Linked DNA regions of Ovis aries: regions 1 and 3 are each linked to region 2. A link is a contact called in public Hi-C data. All regions are on one chromosome and are shown on one strand. Each heading gives the region's core, a stretch centred on a gene start, on an enhancer-like site or on the middle of the called end of the contact. The rest is flanking DNA. Distances are from core to core; before and after follow the strand shown.

The links. A called contact is a pair of places that touch in the nucleus more often than the background predicts.
Region 1: a contact with region 2 is called in a Hi-C map of mixed tissues, with 3 times the contacts expected there. The contact joins the enhancer-like site here to the promoter of MARCKS in region 2. A contact is called at or near these places in 3 of 16 Hi-C or Micro-C datasets (blood and mixed tissues).
Region 3: a contact with region 2 is called in a Hi-C map of omental adipose tissue, with 3 times the contacts expected there. The contact joins the enhancer-like site here to the promoter of MARCKS in region 2. A contact is called at or near these places in 8 of 16 Hi-C or Micro-C datasets (blood, hypothalamus, liver and 4 more).

Annotation. Positions count from the first base shown.
Region 1 is chr8:24,208,405-24,211,104 of ARS-UI_Ramb_v3.0, forward strand. No RefSeq gene overlaps it. Among named protein-coding and RNA genes, the nearest start is that of MARCKS, 370 kb to the left of the region's middle. Within about 2 kb of position 1,322, at least 5 of the 54 cell types and tissues checked have an H3K27ac peak or open chromatin away from gene starts, as enhancers often do.
Region 2 is chr8:23,840,207-23,842,906 of ARS-UI_Ramb_v3.0, forward strand. MARCKS (myristoylated alanine rich protein kinase C substrate) reads right to left here and starts at 1,401. Exons shown (of 2, transcript XM_015097338.4): 1 at 917-1,401. The coding sequence starts at 1,018.
Region 3 is chr8:24,349,260-24,351,968 of ARS-UI_Ramb_v3.0, forward strand. No RefSeq gene overlaps it. Among named protein-coding and RNA genes, the nearest start is that of MARCKS, 510 kb to the left of the region's middle. Within about 2 kb of position 1,297, at least 2 of the 54 cell types and tissues checked have an H3K27ac peak or open chromatin away from gene starts, as enhancers often do.

The sequences.
Region 1 (2,700 bases), core at 72-2,571, 370 kb after region 2:
TTTGAATACAAAGTATGATAGTGTTTCCATTATACTTTGTGTTTGAGAATATGGGAAAGTATAAGTGTTCCCATTATGCTTCATATATGAGAATATGGAAAGGAGATTAGCATTATGAGTCTCACTTTATAATTAAATGAATTGGTACAATAATTTAAAAAATTCATTAATTCATTAGCAACATTTTAAGTTTTTTCTTCTGATTATTAAATAATAATATGTATACATTATAGAAAACTGAAAACACAAAAAAAGGATTTAGAAAGAAAGTAATCATGCATAATATTCCAAGAATATCCTGACTAACATTTTGTTATACTTAGATCATTGTTATCTCATTCTCTCCATGGGTATTATGGCTATAACTTTGCACAACCAGAATCATAAAGCATAGGTTTCTTTTTTTAATACTTGATTTCTTAATATGTTTTACTTTTCTGTCCATTAAAACATCATTTTCAAGGATGTTTAATATTCTTCTGTTACATACAAGTCATACATATGATGCTTGCACCATTGGATATTTCAAAAATTATTCAGCTTCTACTCTTGATTATTTATAATTATTTTTTGTTCTATTTTGTTTCACAGTCAGTGTGGCACTGGATTGAACATCTTTACATATATGTTTTTGTTTGCATTTGGAATTGTTTATTAAGTCTAAGGTTCTACAAAAATAATTAGGTCAGAGAATGTTTGAAGTACTTGATATGTATCACTACTTTGTTTTCCAAAAATTTTTGACAAACATTGTTGACTTTTTACCATATGTGTAATACTAGTGGGACAAAGTTGGCAGTAGGTAGTGATGAGTTGAATTGGAAGATGGGATCCAAACATGAACAAGACCTCAAAGCAAATCTGGCCTCAGAAAGAAAATAAGGTTATAAATAAAAGTGGGGCATTGTGGAAATAATGGAGTGTGGGTTAAAACTGAGAGCAGCCAAGGTCAAATTACTAAATGAAAACAGTAGCATTTTAAAATCCTAGCCCTAAGGAATGATGCAAGGTTATGTGTCCTAACTGGTTTGGAAGACAGAGAACAGACTAGTCCGTGGGAGTGGTCTTGTGTGGGTCTTCCCCAAGGTCACAGAGTTCGTTAAGGACCCAGGATCTGGGCCTTTTGATCCTCTGGTCAGTGCACTTTTCGCCACATCACGATGACTCTCACGTGTGCATTGAAGAGTCAGATTACCACACCAGACGTGGTGTAACGGAGTGACGAAATGCGTGACATAGACTCATGCTTCCTGAGTCAGTGGTTCCCTATCCAGGGACTATGAGCTGGGTCAGGTTAAATTTCACAACAGTTACCGAACATGTGCTTTTGCTTTGTTCCCATGACCTTCTGCAGATTGGCTCACTGTTTCCCGCTAACCCCACCTCTGACCCAAGTCATCCATGAGAAGATTCTAACAGGTTGTTGCATCCTCAAAACTGCTGTTTCTCTTGATGTTCTCTTCCCCGTGCTCTACAACAAGTCTTTTGCACGTGCCGCCTCATGTGTTGTGGGAGGTTCAGCATTTATGAGTCAGTTTTAAAAACTGAGCATTACTCTGCACCAGCTCCTGGAAGCAGAGCTGTGAACAAGAAAGGCACGTCTGCTCCTCAGAGGGTGAACTCTAATGAAGGGAGACAGACAAAAACCGAGCAATTTAATAGACACAGTAACTTCAGATAGTAAAAATATTTTAAAGAAAGTGACAACAAAGGGGATAGAAGGGTGGGGTGAGTTGGGAGATTAGGATTGACATACCCACGCTATTGATAATGTGTATAAAGCAGATAGCCAATGAAAACCTCCTGTATAGCACAGGGACCCTTACTTAATGCTTGGTGGAGACCTAAATGGGAAGGAAATCAAAAAAAGAGGGGATTAATGCGTACATATGGCTGACTCACTTTGCTGTACAGCAAAAAAAAAAACCAACAATACAACATTGTAAAGCAACTATACTTCAATAAAAATTTTAAATGTAGATTAAAAGAAAGAAAATAAAGTAAACCAGATAATATGATAGAGGTGAAGCTTGAACCTTATCTAGGTCCATGGACAGGAAGGCCTCTTTGAGGAGATGCCTTTTAGGTAAGATCAGGATGGCAAGAAGGAGTTACCTTGTGAAGACTGGGGAAGAGCATTCTGTACAGGAAGGATGCCAGCTGCAAAGGCTCCAAATCAGGAACAGGCTTGGCATGTTCAAGAAATAGAAAAACAGTCTGTGTGCCTATAAGGTAGTGAGTGAGGGGGAGTAAAGGAAAAGACAGTCTTAGACCTGGGCCAGACCTGTGGGGTCTGGAAACCTGCCTGTCACCCAGGACTCCTCTCTCCCTGCAGGCATCCTCTACTTCAGATTATTTACCTCAAATTAGCCCCCTCATTATTCCTCAGAGCTCTCCCCTTTTGCTGGCTTATATCAAGTCTCTCTAGGGTAGTCTGAATCCTTCCTGCTAACATCAGATTTCCTTACCTTAGTTTACTCCCAGGTTAACATAGGAGGGATGTTTCTAAATGCAATCTGACTGTACCACTATAGATTTCAAGTAACATGCAAGAAAGCCTCCCCAGAGCAAACAAAACCTCTCCTTATCTGGTCCAGCCTTGTTTCTTACCACCCTCTTCTCCTGTCTTCACATTCCTTCCCTCTTTATTCCCCCTTCTCATATTTACTTTTTCTCAAGCTATCCAGAGCTTCTCTCTGC
Region 2 (2,700 bases), core at 151-2,650:
CACGGCCTCTGCTCTAGGAAAAGAGGCGTGGTGGTTGCCCGGTGTTTGTGAAGCAGCCACCCTTGGCCGACCTCTCGCGCCCACCCAACTGTGGCCATCTGCCTGGATTCGGGCAGCGTCGGGGTAGCCCCCGCAGTGGTCCAGGCGCCACGCACTCCAACAATCTCGACCGAAACACACGAACTGCCTCCTGTTGACCATCTGGACAGGTTCTTCAAAGAACCATAGTCTTCCCACCCTAGGGAGACCATTTAAAAGTCAGATGGGTGTGTAATTCCACAGACAACTACGAATAAAGACTTAGAACAGTGAGAAAAGCCCATCGAAAGGTAGTGAAACCTGCCCACCTCCAGCCAGCCAGCAACCTTTCCAAGAACCCAAGTCACGCCACCTCGGTATACAATAAGACAGCTCTCCTTCCCTCCTCAGCCTTTCTTCACCGCCATCCCTACTGCGCTCCCCCCCCCCCCTTCTCTACCCACACACACACAATCACACCAGAAATCCTGAAGGCGACCCAGTCTCGACAACAAACACGAGAGCCACCCAAACACCTTTGTGCCCACCAAGCACAAATGCAACCTGGCTGGGGATGGGGGTGTGGGGTAGCACCTAGCTAGTCAGGTTATTTGCCAAGCTCCAAACACGCCATTTTAAACGATTTATCACTTCTTTCCTCCCATCTACACAAGAATTCGCCAGGATTCTCTGGGAACCATTACTTTGGGAGTCAGGGGAGACCCCACCTATGAAAAATTGACAATTTGGTTATCGCTTTCCATTCAACTTTCAGACTGGAATCTGGCCACGCTTCTTTCCGCCGAAGGCGCCTCGGGCACGACCAAGGAGGGAAGGGGAAGCGCCGGGACTAGAGAAAGACACCAAATAAATGACCAGAACCACAGGTAGAATTTACCTGCCCATTCGCTTTAGAAGGCGACGAGGCCACAGCCGCCTCCCCGGGCCTTTCCGCGGTGGCTTCTCCCTTCGCGGCGGTCTTGGAGAACTGGGCACCCATGCTGGCTTCTTCAACAAAGAAACTCAACAGATCCAAAGGGGGAACAAAGAGCTTCGGGTTGGTGTAACGACGGGGCAAGCGGCAGCAGCAGCGGCAGCAGCAGCGGCAGCGGCAGCACACACACCGGAGGGAGGGGGGAGTGGGGGTGGTGAAGAGGACAGAACAGAACCGATTAAATACACGCCGGATGAAAAAATTTTAGTCGTAGAGATCAAAAAGCAGCAGCGCAGGAGGGAGGGGAAAAGGGTGGAAAAGTCGAGCACAAAAAACGGAGCCCAAGTGTAGTTTTTTAAAAAAAAGAAGTAATAAAAAAATCCCAGATTTGTAGCCGCACTGTAGACAAGAGGAAAATGGAGAAATCTCCCTGGTTGCTAATAAGATGCGGGGTCCAACGCCCAAGTGCACAGATGAATGGGCTCGCGGGCGCTGACGCGGCCCCCGCGCTCGCCGGCCAATCCTCGCGCCGCACACAAAGCAGGGGGCGGGGCCTGCGCGCCCGGCGAACAATGGAGCCGCGCTTTGCAAACGGTTTGAAAATCAGCCTCAGACCGAGAATTAATGTCCTCCAAATAAATAAATCAATTAAAAAATACATGCCTTTCGCCTCCTCCTGCTTGAAAATAATAATGCAGTACTGGATTGGCTTGCTTTGTTTGTAATTAATTAACGCGGGGGGGGGCGGGTACTTGTGGATGAGGGCGGAGAAAGCGTTAACTTGACTCGCTTTGGCTCTAGTCTGTCTATAACCGTGTCTCTCCTTCCACTCCCTCCCCTCCCCCATCTTTCCGTGTGTTTATGTGTATGTGTATGTGTGTGTCTGTACGCAAGTTTTTAAGACAATGGTTGGGATTTGGGTGCAGCATGTTTTCTGTGTCTGTTCTATATAGGTTTCACAGATCTTGCACAGGATTTGTTCTTCTAACCGTTGCAAATGTGAAATCGCCCCAAATCGAAAGGTATTTAAACCAAGAAGATCGAATTTCATCAAAAGAGATCGCGAGTTAGAATTAGGTCTGTAGGCCAGATGTGGAAAATGCAAAACCAGCAAGCAGAAGAAGCCACACTCCCTTCTCTATTCTACAGTGACTTGAAATAAAATATTTCGAGATTAGACTCTGCGCTCATCAACCCTCTCCCCTCCCCCAGCCCGTATTAGTGATTACCCACCCCCCCCAACATTATAAAGTGAGAATCATGAACAAAAAATCGAAATGGCTTGCATTTTATCACTGTATGAAATGATGGTTTTCCTCTATGGTGAAATGACACAGTCTAGAGTGTGCGAATCCATATTTACAGTTGGGATGCGATTCGCGTCGCTATGAATCTTTTTCAGTCTACTGCCAGGATCAGATAGACTCTTTTTCTGAACGTGTGTGAATGTGCAAGCAAGCGAGTGGACTCCTAGAAGGAAGGAGGCAGCAGCGATGAAATTCTGAACAACCGGATTGATTATTACAATTTCTAAGGAGAAATTACATATTGAGAAACAGCAAGAAGACACATGAACACTCCAAGCCTAACTTGGGTTAGAGAAAAAGCTTCTATGAGGAAACCCAGGGTATCTCCAACTGCATCTCTTGTCGCGGAAATACCAGATGCTGTTTGTGCGTGAAAGACAGCGCGCTGATTTAAATAATGGAGGGGGAGAAGGTAGGGGCAAAAATCAAGGATACATACAC
Region 3 (2,709 bases), core at 47-2,546, 510 kb after region 2:
ATCTGGTGGCCAGGTGTCTTGGTGCGGTTGAGACAGGAGCTAACAGATTCGACATGTAGGAATATTGCTCCCAGATGCTCCCCCAAGGGAAAGAACAACTTTCTTTCGGTGACCTGTCCTTTCAAGATCAGTCCTATGCTGCAGGCACTGCAATTAATTAGCTCTGTGAGAGGAAGCAATGCATCATGGGTGTCTTTCTGCCAGAAAAAATAAGCAGTTCCAGAGGGTGCTGCCGATTTCTTAGTAAAATCCAGTGGTCTGTGTCTGGAGGTTGTCCAAGGCAAATCAAATAAAGAAATCTTCAGATATTGAGGTGATAAGGGAGAAAGAACACAATAATGATGACTGGTGCTGATTTTGACCTGAAGAGAAACCTAACAGGCAAAGCCGTGTCCCAGATAGTCGTGGCCCTTGCTGCCGAAGTCTGCAGAAAAATACAACCGGAATTCGATGCCCCTGATGTCAGTGCCGTGATGTCCAGAGCCCCACCGCCTGTCAGTTCTCAAATACTATTGTATCACTTGGAAACAAATATCTGTCTGACAGTATTTTGACATTTGTATGTTTAAGAGACTTTGTTACTCAATATGAATTGCATTAGCAAAGCTTTTTCAGCTTGTCATTTCAGCAGAGTTCTCAGCGTTCTTGCTGTCTTCCAAACTCTAGAATGAAATGCCTATCTTGTCAACCACTTTCATGATTCCAGATTACACATCCTGAAAAATGAAACCATCTCTGTGCAGAACTGGATTGACAACATCTGAATCCATGTTGCTAATGAGACAGTTTAGGCAAAGTAACACAGATACTGGGCAGGCATGGGTTATGTTGCCCAGGTTTCAGGGAAACTAGCCCAAGTCATGGCTCTCTCATCCTCTAAGGGTCTCTGTCCTATACCCAGGGTCTAAGAGGAAAGTTTGACTGATTCCTTCTTGGAATATAAATGTATTTTATTCATTCATTCTATTACATGAAATTATTATTGTTTACTTCCCCCAAATTAAATAGATTTCTGTGTTTCTATTTCCCATTGTTCATTTTTAGCCTTCTGTATCATCTCTTGGGGCTTCCCAGGTGACTAAGTGGTAAAGACTCACCTGCCAAAGCAAGGGACAGGGGTTCAGGCCTTGGGTTGGGAACACGCCCTGGAGGAGAAAATGGCAACCCAGTGTTCTTGCCTGGAGAATTCCATGGACAGAGGAGCCTGGTGGGCTACAGTCCATGGGGTTGCAAAAGAGTTGGAAGTGACTGAGCGACTGAGCCTGCTCACATGCATTATCTCTTTATTACTCTGAAGAGCAGGAAAGAAGTCACTCTGTTGTGTGAAAAATATGTCCTATTGCAGGTTCTGGTTAGGGTCATCTGGGACAGTTCTGATAATGTTTCAGATATTCCATACGCCTCACTTCAGGTTACATAAACCTTCCTTTTTATTAGATTTCAAAGAGAAAAAAGAAAAAGTAATGTGTTTAACTCCTGGGATTTAAAAACCTGTAATTAATTTGAACCAAGCTGTATTACTTTTTGCAAGGCTCTCTTTTAAAATTTTTGTTGGTTTATTAGAAAAAAATCAAAAAGACTTTTACAGTTTTCTTTTAGAAATAGGATGGATTAACTGGCCTTAGTACTTCATAGGGCTTCTCAGATGGTAAAGAATTTGCTTACAGTGTGGCAGACTGGGGTTCAGTGCCTGGGTTGGGAAGATACCCTGGAGAAGAGACTGGCAGTCCGTTTCAATATTCTTGCCTGGAGAATCCCCATGGATAGAGGAGCCTGGTGGGCTACACTCCATAGAGTCGCAAAGAGTCAGACATGACTGAGTTACTAAGGACAGTACTTCTGTATTATATTAATTTTATATTATACTGTATGTGAATTTCCATTCTTTTTCTTTGAAGCTTGTGTCAGTGATCATTTTACTGTCTTTCAGCTCTGAATCCACCCTTCTCTGCCCTGCTTTGGGAAAATGAACTGGACCCTGTAAACATTTTCCCTTTGCTGCTGGTGTGATGCTCAACTTTGCCAATAGAGGGCACTAGAGGGATACTACAAGTTGATGGTGCCAGGTTGATACTTCCCTCTGGGTTCCAGGCTTCTATTTGTTATTCAGCGTGGAAGTCTGGAAGTTCCAGCTACACTTTGATCAACCAGGGGCTGCTTCTGGGTACCTCTTATGGACCATATCTGTGGTAGCTTTGGTTGAACTCTCAGACTACACCCTCTTTGAAGAAATCCGAATCTCAGTTTGGGGTCCCTTTCCCTCAGCTAAGAGGTAGTGGCTGCCTTTTTGCACATCGAAACTCCAGACTGCTTAGAGTTCTCTTTTAGCCCTTTTAGTAGTTCACCTCCTTTTATAAATTAATAACTACTTATATTTCTTTATTTTCTACTCAAACTACTGATCTGATTTCTGTCTCCTGACAGGACCCTTACTGATGCAAGTTGTTTACAGGTTCTTAATGTTCTTAATGTATACATATCTAATCCATTTAATATTTTTCAAATTTTCTAAGAGAGGGGGAGGCCCTTGCTTCTGTATTTGTAATTTTTTTATTCCCTTCAAAACTTTGTATAATATTCCGTATTAATTGGGCTTCCCTGGTAGGTCAGTTGGTAAAAAATCCCACCTGCAATGCAGGAGAGCCTAGTTCGATCCCTGGATCAGGAAGATCTGCTGGAGAAGAGATAAGATTACCCACTCCAGTATTC